Linked DNA regions of Mus musculus: region 2 is linked to region 1. Evidence: chromatin contacts called from public HiChIP or PLAC-seq data. All regions are on one chromosome and are shown on one strand. The core of a region is the stretch at or near the end of the contact, and the rest is flanking DNA. Distances in the headings are between cores, read along the strand shown.

Region 1 (5,559 bases), core at 2,663-5,162:
TATATACTAGTTCACATCTTTAATATTTTAAGCACTGCATGCCTTTGCAAGGCAAAAATCATCTTCAAAAATAGCCTGTTGTGTATGGCAATGCTGACTTCCTTCTCCCACTGACCCTGGAATGTCAGGTATTTGAAAAACTGAGGGGCTGGAGAGATTCCAGAGCACCGACTGCTCTTCCAAAGATCCTGAGTTCAAATCCCAGCAACCACATGGTGGCTCACGACCATCCGTAACAAAAATCTGATGCCCTCTTCTGGAGTGTCTGAAGACAGCTACAGTGTACACACACATAATAAATAAATAAATCTTAAAAAAAAGAAAACCTGATGAGGACCACAGGTCAAATAGCCGAGGAAGGTGCATTTTTTTTTTAATCTACAAAATTCTCATGTAAAAACTACATTTGACGGGGGAATTCTTAAACTTCCTTAGTAAAATGCTTCAAATGTTAAAAGTAACATGTAATTTTTATTATTTCCTATTACCTAAAGCATGCATTTAAAAATTAGTAAACACATTATAAGCAGCGGAAAAGAGGTTTTATTCAGCATTAGCAACAGCTTCACACAGAGTGTTAGCTTATCCCATACTTAATTCAATTGTATTAGGACCGGCTAATTATATTAACTTAAGTTTAAAAGTGTTAAAGCTCGTATGTAACCTATCCACACAGCAGGAAAGGAATGCAGTACAATGATTGGTCCGACTTGGGCAATGAGCTACATACTTCCCATTCCAGAGCAGTGACTCTCAAGTTAAAACAAGGCATAAAGGTAATGAAAATGTGATGCGGGTGGTGAATGCTTTAACCCCAACACTGGGAGGCAGCTGTGGATGCACAGTGAGACGTGATCATTAAACACTTAAGAGTTCAGAATGGTTCCCTTCTTTCTAAGGCTCAGAGAGGAGACTGCAAATCCAGTCACTATCACTTGGAAGTGACATTATCACTGTTTGTAGAATCAAGATCAGATGTTTGTCGTACTTCAAGAAGCTAATTCTGTCCCAGCACTTGGGAGGCAGAGGGAGGTGGATTTCTGAGTTCGAGGCCAGCCTGGTCTACAAAGTGAGTTCCAGGACAGCCAGGGCTACACACAGAAACCCTGTCTTGAAAAAAACAAAAACAAAAAACAAAAAACAAACAAACAAACAAAGAAGCCAATTCTGTCCAAATCTGGTAATATGTATGATGCTGGGCCGCAACTCTTTCAAGATGACATTGACTCACAGGTCTGTCTCCCACACAGAAACCTGGAGCTTCACAGCCATGACACAGCCAAATACCCACCTACCCAAACAACACCAACCTACAAACGCGAGAGAAAAGAAAATATCCAAAATTTTAGTGGAGATTCGCTTTCGTACCTTTGGATACAACTTTTGCACTTCAGATGTTAAAATCTTAAAAGATCTCTAAAGATCTCTAATATATTTTATACGCCTACTGAAAGACTCTTAATAACACTCCTCTGTAGAGTCGACTGAGCCCCCTCGACAGGCAAGAGAAACTCTAATCTCTCTGTCCAAGCTCAGGTAAAGGAGCACGGTGACGTCAGAGGGAATCTTTGAGAGTGGCGCTGGTCTCTTTGCTGTAGTTCTAAAAATGTGAAGCTGTAAAATAATCCTCAAGTTAGTTTAAAAAGAGCAGAATAAAACTGCAAATATTTGTTAGGGTTTACGGCAGGATCACCTGAGAACCTCACTTTGAAGGCTTTGTGAAAGATCTTTGGTATGAGACTGGCTGGCTGGCCTTCTAGAAAACAGCAGAAAGTTTCAGATCATCAACAGAGAAGGGAGGGCAAGGGTGGTCAAGGTAGTTTCTATTCACAGATGGCAATGAGTATAACCTTGTTTTAAACCAAGACAGTGCTGTAGCCATGCATGGTGTATGGTGTGGGTTGTTTGCAGTTCTGCCTCATGTATGCTAGGTATGCACTCTGCCACTGAGCTACCCCCCCCCCCCCCAAGAATAAGCGACAGCCTCATGCTTAAGGAAGACATCAGACTGTGAAGACAGTCCTGGAGAGGCTTTCTCCACATGCCAAGGGCAACCAGATTTTACAGAATCTTTAGAAATGTAGACTTTATAGAAACGTTGGTACTTAAGTTTTGAAAACGCTAAAGCTGGTGTGATGGCTGGTAACTGGATTTATAATCCTAGCCCTGGAAGTAGGAAGACCATCTTAAGTTCCAGGCCAGCATGGACTAAAAGGAGACCCTACCCAAACTAACAAACAAATTAACAACAACAACAAAAGAGCAGACTATGAAACTTCTTAAGTAGGACTAAGCCATACAAAGATATACATGAGATTGCCTAAATTAAATAGAATCTCACGTGCCTAAACTTGTAATAGATGTAAAAGATAGAAATTCTTAACAGAACATCTAAACTAAGCATACTTAGTTAATACCTTTTAATAAAAAAGCTCTCTTAAAACTAGTAAATATATCCTTCCAAATACTCCCATTTCAAAACCTCAGGTATTTGGCCTGCTTCGAAGTCCAGATCAAATCTCTATTATTTAATCAGTGCATTTCTTACTAGATGAGATGTGGGGGAGGGGATAGACTCAGTTTTTAAAAGTTGGTATTTCAGTTTCAAGGAAAACCAAGTCTTTATTTCTTAGGCACACTTCCGGTTGACAGTCAGCTTGGATCTTCCCACAGCCACACCCAAAAAAAGTTTTGAGCACCTTTTAAAAGTCATTAGTCGCCAGGATCGACTTGTCAACTACACCTCACTTTTGAAGACAAAATACCTTTCTAATTAATCCTCATCAAAGGCCATCCAGAAAAAAAAGAAAATATCAGCAATTTTAGTGAAGATTCGCTTTCGTCACCTTTTGATACAACGTCTGCACTTCAGATGTTAAAATCTTAAAAGATCTCTAAAGATCTATAATATAGTTTATACGCCTACTGAAAGACTCTTAATAACACTCCTCTGTAGAGTCGACTTAGCCCCCTCGACAGGCAAAAGAAGCTCTAAATCTCCTCTCTGTTCAAATACCGCTTTAAAAAAGTTTTACTTAGAGGGGCGCACACTAGAGTTGTATATCTGAACAGGGTCTTGCTACTACACATAGCCGCGCAGCTGCGACGACAGTTGCCGAGGGTGGCGGTGCTATCTTACGGTTTTATCCGCACACTCCCTCCTCGATCCCGGCAAGTTTACGTTAGCAACTCAACAGAGCTCCGGAGTCAGCTCTCTGGGGCTCTCTGGTTTCGCGGGGAGGCAAGGATCCAAGGCGCGCGGCGCCGGCGAGCTAAGCAACATTTCCCAAGTTCCTAGTGTGGGAAGCAGAGCGGGGTCTGCGCCCCGGCCGCCCCCAGCTCGCTCCAGCTCTCCCCCGGCTCGCGCACACATGCCCAGGTACGCTCCCCGAGCCGCGGCTCCCGCCGGTCCCCGCCGCCCCGCGGGGACACCTTCCCGGGCCGGACCGAGCCGCCCCCGCCCCGCGCCGCGGCCAGCACCACTCACCCTGCTCAGCCGCGAGAACCGAGAGTGAGCGTCTCCGCGAAGCTCCGCCGCTGCCGCCCTCCCAGACTTTCTAACTTTCCAGACTCCGCAGTACGGCCACTTCCGGCCTCCGCTCGCGAACCGGAAGGAAGCCTAGCGGCCATGCTCCTTCGCCTCGGTGCGCCAGCCCGGACGGGAGGGGGCGCCTCGGGGAAGGTGACAGAGCGGATGGCAGGCGTGGGGCGCCGACGGGGAGTCCGGGACGCGGAGTAGGGCTTAAAGAATCCTGTGGAGGGTCTCTCGGTCTAATCACCGGCTCTTCCTCTTTCTCCCGTCTCTTTTAGAATTGTGATTCTGCGCCCTCCCCCCTGTCAGCAGATGGTTGCGCCTGGCCCGGAGCTCTCCCTCTGCCCGCATTCCAGAGCGCGGCGAGAGGCGGGGACCCCCGTCTAAGTCCTTTTAGGGCAATTGAGGAGCCGGGCCGCGGACGTCACGTGACTGGCCCTGGCCCCGCCCCCCAGAGCCCGGGGCCTCCCCTCGCCCCGCAGCTGGAGCGCGCCTGCGCAGGAAGCTAGGGTGACTCACTGTCTAGGTCAGCGCCTCTGGGTCTGGGCAGCGTGGGAGTTTTTTATGGAGTTCTTCACGCTTCCCACGCGGGAGGAAACACTGAAGTTTCAGGGCCGCCGCCGCGCTGTCTCTTTGGTCCACTTAAGAGTTCATGAATTCAATATCGATTGCCCTCTTCCCAAACGTTCTCTGGAACTTTCTACAAGAGTCCCCCTTTACCCTGATGGTGACTCCTGCTTGCTCCACCTATGTCGCTCGAGGGTGAATGATGTAATTGGAATAAAGTGCTGGACCAATTTACCCGCCGGGTCTCCTTGCGTGGAGCAGCTGCTAACAATAGTTCTTATTTAAAGGAAGAGAGATTATTACGAGCCTGGCGGGATTCGTATCCCCAAGACTGGATGTTTTCTTCAAGAAACATTCCTCCCATTAATCAGTGATATGGTTTGAAGTTAACTCAAAAGCAGAGCCGCTGAGGGGGAAAATGTCCTAATCCTACAGATGTCAGAAACAAAATTTTTCTCCCTTTGATACTTGTACAAATACAAATAACTGGGTACTTCATCTCCAGCTCCCTACACCAAGGTCTTTAAGAGTGTGTTCTTCATCTTCAGGGACTTTAAGGGGCCCAACATGACTTTTAAGGAAGACTGGGGACACAGCTGGTGGCTGGCTATGACAGTACAAACTCAGAGGTCTGAGCAGTCAGAGACCGTGGATTCTGAGGCAGTGCAGCAATGCCCTAATGCCTCTACGAGGAGGTGGCCTGTCACCCTGGAAAGCTTAGGCCTTCCTCAGCTCCCTGTCCAGAAGGAGAACACCAAAACCCCTTTTCAGGATGGGCATTATCCGTCCCACCTCAGCTGGAAAACGGGACCTTGTTGCTTCTCTAGGAGCTGCCTGATATGTCCTTGCCAAATGAATCAATAGGTTTAGACTGGTAAGTGCTGTGGGAGGAGGGGGAAGGCTCTGGCTTGCCTGTTTTAAAATGAACAGTTGCTACCTCGGGACTGGGTTGTGGGATGGAAGAGAAAGGGCGGAGATCTACAAGGAAACAAATATGAATAAGTTACAGAAGAGCAAATAAACCTACCTGGGGACTAGTGGAAGATGTCCCAGAGGGCAATTGTGCCGATTCTAGGAGTTGATAGAGGAAAGAGGAGAGAGAAGTGTGTCAGGTCCTCTGGAGGGGCAAAGAACCCAGCTCATATGAAATTGGTTTCTGTTCACCCTGTATTCATTGCCATAGATAACCATGGACATATCAAATCAAGGTGGAAAAGGAAGTCTGCATAGTGTAATGTCTGATATGAAGTTCTAATGACTACACCCACTTCTGAAGGCCTCTGACATCTACGAGCCTGTTCTTTTGTAACCTAACAGAACTCTTCATGAAACAGCAGGTGAGTCCTTTTTACTCCAAGTTTGACAGTTTGGGTTCTGCCCCATATCTTTCCTTTAGCAAGCTGTGTAACTCGGAGAGCAAGTCCCTGGGTTGACCTGAGGCCTAATTTTCTGATATCCCT
Region 2 (5,888 bases), core at 2,228-4,727, 2.1 Mb after region 1:
ATCTCAGATATTCTTCTTCTCCAGAGGAGAATTCCTTCAGAGGAATGTGAGCACCTTGCTGCGCTGGTTCCGTACCGCATCCTCAAGTTACCCGTTCTTGATAGCTGATCAATATAGGAATATAACACAAAGGAATCAACTCCTTTGCCTCAAGGCGGTTGTAAGCATTCCAAGCAATTCCTGCTGAAGCTGGTCTCTAGCTGAGACCATGTTGCTACTTTCCTCTCTCCTCTCCCTAATCTGTTTCTTTCACCTCCACCTTCTTCTCTTGAGAGCAAGAGTCTTGTAAGCACATCTTTGCTTCAGCACCCCCTGCCCCCAATTCTAGGAAGCCACCAGCAGGAGGTGGTCCTAGGAAGCCAACAAAAGATGGCATTCTCAAGAGGACAGGAAGGAAAATGAGAACAAGTCCCATTGCTAGGCAACCGATCCCATAGCTACTTACTGAACTATTAACAGTACCTGGGCTAGCATGGCAGATGACTTTGCTGAACAAGGAAGGGTGCAGGAGGAGAAGTGCGTTAGCTGCTTTGGAGACTGACGGGTTTGAAGAAAATACTGTAAGGACTTGGAGATTAGTGACTATTATTATATAAGCAACACGGAACTGGAAGACAAGGTCAGTAGATTTTTAAAAGACTTTTCGACACATGCATCCTAACTGAAGACTAGGTATAACCCCAGAAATTTAAGAGCTAGCTAGCTAGTCATCTTGGACATATTTCCAATGCCAAAGTTGGGGTGCTGACCCAGAAACAGCAGAGCATGCCTTGGAGTGAGGCTTACTTGAGAACTTGGAACCCTCAGATTCAAGTAGGCCTCTTTGCCTCTGTTGGAAGATACAGGGTCCACTTACTTGGGTCTGTGTGGCAAATCTCATCTTGTCTTGACAGTTGAGGAGGGAAATCAGTGTCCCACCTCCCATGGTCTGAGCTCTGGGAGCCAACTCTAATATACTGCTGGGATGACTCTTAAAATCCAGGGAAAGCAAATGACCACGTTGAAAGAGAGATCCCAGAACTCTCATGGTACAATGTGGAAATAGAAATAAAAACAAAAAAAATCAGAGAAACTGCAAATGGATTGGCCAACTGACTAGAAACTTTTCTGGCTCCCTCTGTCCCCCACAGCAAGGGCCTGGATGACATTGCTTATCACTCCGAGGCTCAAGGCTCTGCCAGAGAGTAACAGCATCACTGAGAAGCTCAGAGGTGTTTGTCTTCTAAAAGCAGGACATGTCTAATGGGACTGTTGTTATTTATAATAGTCGCATCGGGGAATGAAAGATGCCAGAGGAGCCGAGACAGTTCTGAGAAGCAGTGACAATCTAATTACCATAATGGATGGCAAGGTTGAAGTGGCATCCAGGGATCTTGACCTGACCTTCTGAAGATGGCTGATGGAACATAGCATCCTTTTCTTTAGGCAGGGGGTATGTGGGCAGACGATAATGGTACTGTATAATATATAGTCTGAGCTGATGAGCGATAAGTGAAAAAGTGGGTTCAGACGTCACCCCAGTAGAAAATTCTAATCTGCTGCTCAATTTCAAGACCTGAGAGGACTCTTAGGCTGCAAGGACTGAAGGAGAGACTGCTGTACATGAGGACCCACGTTTCTTCTTCTTCAGTCCTTTTCCAAAGTCTCTTATATGCTATAGATCAGGCTGGCTTGGAACTCACAGAGATCTGCCTGTTTCTGCCTCTCCAATTCTGGAATTAAAGTTGTGAGCCACCACTGCCTAGCCCCCCCCCCCTTTTTTGTGTCTTAAATAACTACAGACTGGGGAAAGAAAAGTACTCTGATTTATTTTTATGTTGAGAAATGTTGGTTAAAGGATCTAAGTTGAGGGGGCTATCCTGGAGTCTCGGGTATCCATCTTTCTTCACTACTCTCCTTTAATCCATTAGAACAAAAGAGGAATCTCTAGTAGAGGGAAGGCTATGTATAGACTCTTTAAATCCTCAGAGAACTCACAGCGGTGCATTCTTGAGAGGTTCTGGGGGATCCCCATGTTAAGTTCAAAACAATGACAAGCCTTAAAATTCCTAAGATTTTCCCAGAACTCTTGAGTTTAGAGACAAAAGTGAGGTCCGTTCAACCTCTGAGGGATAACTGCATTTTTGTGCTGCTTTTTTTCCTTCGTTGTATTTTCTGTTTTCTAATACAATTGTGGCACATCTCAAACACTTAAGTATTGAATAAAGGTAAAGGAGAGGTAACGCTGGCTCTGAGCGCGAAGGCACCTTGCATTTGTTTTTTAAAATTTAGAGTCTTGCAGAGGCAGTCTCCTGGCTCTGTTATGGGGACTGCTGGGACTACAGGCATGTACTACCACACAAGGCTACCCTGAACTTAAAAATTCATTTCTCTCTGTTTCATGTTAAATAAACAGATTAAATGAATAAACATAAATGAAAAGCTGTTGAAAGGCTCTGTCGGCTATGTGTGGACATTTCATATTTTTAAAGATGTCTATTATCTGTTAAAAGTCAGCAAGAAGGTATTGTGCAGGGGAAACGCAAAGAGGTTAAATTAACCAGTCTCTAGCATCCAGGTGCTTAGTCTGGTAGGTTTGGAGCCAGATCCAACACTGTAGAAAGGCACAAAGACCTTTCCAAAAGAGTGTCCTACAAAACCAAACCAAACCAAACCAAACTTAAAAAAAAAAAAAAAAACCCAAAAAACCAACAAACAGAAAAAAAAAAAAAAACCAAAAAAACCAACAAACAGAAAAAAAAAAAAAACCCAAAAAACCAAACAACAACAACAACAACGACAAAAACCCGACAGCAACATAAAAACTGATTGGGCCATCCAGAAGAGGAAACGTTGAGACTTGAGCAAACACTGCGAATTAGCAACAGTTGCGCACCACAGAACCTGGAGTTGCTTTTTGACTTGGGGCAAGAAAATAACGCTTGTCATTTAGTGTCTCTGCGTTTTCCATCCTGCAACTTTAGGGGTTGAATGAAGGTGCGTTTAGTTTTACACCATCAGGAACCTGGCTCTAGAACTGACTGCGTGATCATTTGCTCTTTACATGAGGCAAGAAAGTAAGAGTTGTAAATGATTGCCTCCGATTTATTTTCCATGAGGTAACCTCAGGCGTTGAAGGTGTCTTGAGTTTTGTGCCAGCAGAAACTCAGGCTCTAGAATTGGCTGGATACTAAATTGCCCTTTGATTCCTGACGTAAACGTTAGGCTTGCAAATGAGTGCTCTAGCTTTGCCATCCCCCTACGCAACCACTAGATTCCCCGGAGACCACCGCTTGAGTTCTCATTTTTGGTTTCTTGCTCCTCTACCCCTACCAGCTTTGGCAGGCATCTGCGCCTGGCCACACTGATCTGGGGCGCGGTTCCTTTAAAGGAGCTTAGACGACGCCCGGGGTCTCTCCCCACTGCGGAGCAGGGGCGGAGCGCCCGGTTCAAGGGCTTCCCACGCAGCCGGAGACGCCTTGCGTCACTGCGCCAGGAGCCAATCAGGGTGGAGCCCGGAGGGACGCATTACTAAGGCGACGGGGCTCGACGCCTCCCCGCTTCGGGATGAATTAGCGGCGGGTTCTTCTCCCAGGTTGTGACCCCCGTGGAGTCGCTGTCTCGCCCCAGTGTCCCCGCGACGTCGCGCGTTTCCCCCGGTGTGTCCCAGGTGCGCGGCCCGCGGTGTCAGGTGTGGGCTTCGGCGCGGGAACATGGCGGCAGCCAAGGGATTTTTTTTTCCCGAGTGGGCGGATGGAGAGCTGCGGCTCGGCGGCTTTTCCCCGGAGCAGGCCTCCTCGGGTGGGCCCTGGGGGACGGACACTGGCGGGAATTGGGTGGAGGGCTTAGGGCGATCGGCTCTTGGGAGGGAGGCCGAAGCCTCCAGAGCTGATCAGGATGCGGGGGCGAGGAGCGTCGGGTGCCCCTTCTGTGCTCACCTTCCTGTCCACACCACACCTCGGTGAAACCCGGGAGCTGCCGGGTCCCCCTACACCGCCTACGGTGTGTCAGGGTCCAGATTCCAGGAGCACAAGGCTTTCCAGGGGTCGCCACGTGAACGGCCCACAAGAGAGTTTTTCAGGGTTCAAGCAGTTTGTTTCTTGCAGGTGACAGAGGTGTGCCCTAGGTCTAGGTGGCAGTGCCACAGAAAGAACGATAGGCCACATTGAAGGCTGACTTCGAGTCCAATTTTCCTTTTTATTGGCATTCGCTCTAGCTAAGGGCTGGCCTCTCATGGTCCTTGCCTCTGCCCTTGTATTGGTGCGATAACAGGCGTGCTTCACCACGCCCACCTGGCAGGTTTGGTCTCTCAGGTTGTATCTTTTTTGTTGTTCTTTTTTTGTTTGTTTTTGTTTTTGTTTTTTTTTTCGAGACAGTGTTTCTCTGTATAGTCCTGGCTGTCACTTTGTATCACTATGTAGACCAGGCTGGCCTCAAACTCAGAAATCTGCCTCTGCCTCCGAAATGCTGTGATTAAAGGCGTGCTCCACCACGCCCGGCTTCTCAAGTTGTATCTTAACATCTAAGATTATGTTTGACCAGAAGCAATAAAGACAAGGCATAAGGTGTTTCTTTGTGGTTGTGGAGCTGTTTTGTTTCCTGGTTCTTGCCTGAAGGCTTAGTCGCCTCTGATTGGATGTAGACAGAGCTGAGTTTTACATTCAGTTAAGTCCAAGGAAAGTATTGAAAAAGAAATTGGTGAAGGCCTTACCAAGATAAAATGCTTCCCATTCATACCCATCACGTGTTTCGGGAAAGAAACCCCCTGTCACAAAAAGTTTAAAGAGTTGGATGGGCTACTTTTTAAAATACTATTTTGATGAAAGACTTTGCAAAATTCATGTATTAAAAAATTTGTATTTGTGTATGCGAGGCTGCATGAGTTTATATTCACCACACAGTGTGGTGACACTGGAGCTGGAGTTTCAGATGGTTTTTGAGTCACCTAATGTGGGTGTGGGGAACCCAACCCTGCTCCCTTAAAAGAGGAGTAAGTGCTTTAAACCATTGAGCTATCACGCCAGGCCTTAGACTTAGGTGTTTTTGATTTAGTAAAGGAATTGAAAAGACACAGAGCACTTAGCTTCAGTCCTAATAGCTTCTGTCTCAGGGGTGCCCCGAGTATCTTGCACTGTGGTTTCCACGTGGCTTTAATTTGAGCAAATGTTCCCACCAGGTCTAAAGAGGTTGGCTCCTGCATACGTTAGGAGGGACTCTTTCAAACTGAATCTGGGGAGATAGAGTCAGTTTGGCCTAGGATTGAGGTTATATGTAGTGGTAACTAGGTGGCTGCTGCTTCTGCTTCTTCTTCTTTCTTTCTTTCTTTTTTATTATTATGTATTTTCCTCAATTACATTTCCAATGCTATCCCAAAAGTCCCCCCTACTCCCCCCCCACTTCCCTACCCACCCATTCCCATTTTTTTGGCCTTGGTGTTCCCCTGTACTGGGGTATATAAAGTTTGTGTGTCCAATGGGCCTCTCTTTCCAGTGATGGCCGACTAGGCCATCTTTTGATACATATGCAGCTAGAGTCAAGAGTTCCGGGGTACTGGTTAGTTCATAATGTTGTTCCACCTATAGGGTTGCAGATCCCTTTAGCTCCTTGGGCACTTTCTCTAGCTCCTCCATTGGGAGCCCTGTGATCCATCCAATAGCTGACTGTGAGCATCCACTTCTGTGTTTGCTAGGCCCCGGCATAGTCTCACAAGAGACAGCTCTATCTGGGTCCTTTCAGCAAAATCTTGCTAGTGTATGCAATGGTGTCAGCGTTTGGAAGCTGATTATGGGGTGGATCCCTGGGCTGCTTCTTCTTATTCTTGTTTTTGTTTTTCCGAGACAGGGTTTCTCTGTACAGCTCTGGCTGTCCTGGAACTCACTCTGAAGACCAGGCTGGTCTGAACTCAGAAA

What was found. HiChIP or PLAC-seq counts read pairs in DNA pulled down with a chosen protein or histone mark.
Region 2: an H3K27ac HiChIP or PLAC-seq map of bone marrow-derived dendritic cells shows a contact between it and region 1, with 12 times the contacts expected there. The contact joins the promoter of Lclat1 here to the promoter of Myl12a in region 1. A contact is called at or near these places in 1 of 39 promoter capture datasets (hippocampal neurons), 1 of 484 Hi-C or Micro-C datasets (rod photoreceptor), 1 of 115 datasets of contacts at active chromatin or transcription factors (bone marrow-derived dendritic cells) and 2 of 9 other capture datasets (adipose tissue and liver).

The regions. Positions count from the first base shown.
Region 1 is chr17:70,998,621-71,004,179 of GRCm38.p6, forward strand. Myl12a (myosin, light chain 12A, regulatory, non-sarcomeric) reads right to left here and starts at 3,913. Exons shown (of 4, transcript NM_026064.2): 1 at 3,488-3,913. It also overlaps a transcript of Myom1 not described here.
Region 2 is chr17:73,104,508-73,110,395 of GRCm38.p6, forward strand. It overlaps Lclat1 (lysocardiolipin acyltransferase 1), which reads left to right and starts at 3,478. Exons shown (of 6, transcript NM_001177967.1): 1 at 3,478-3,649.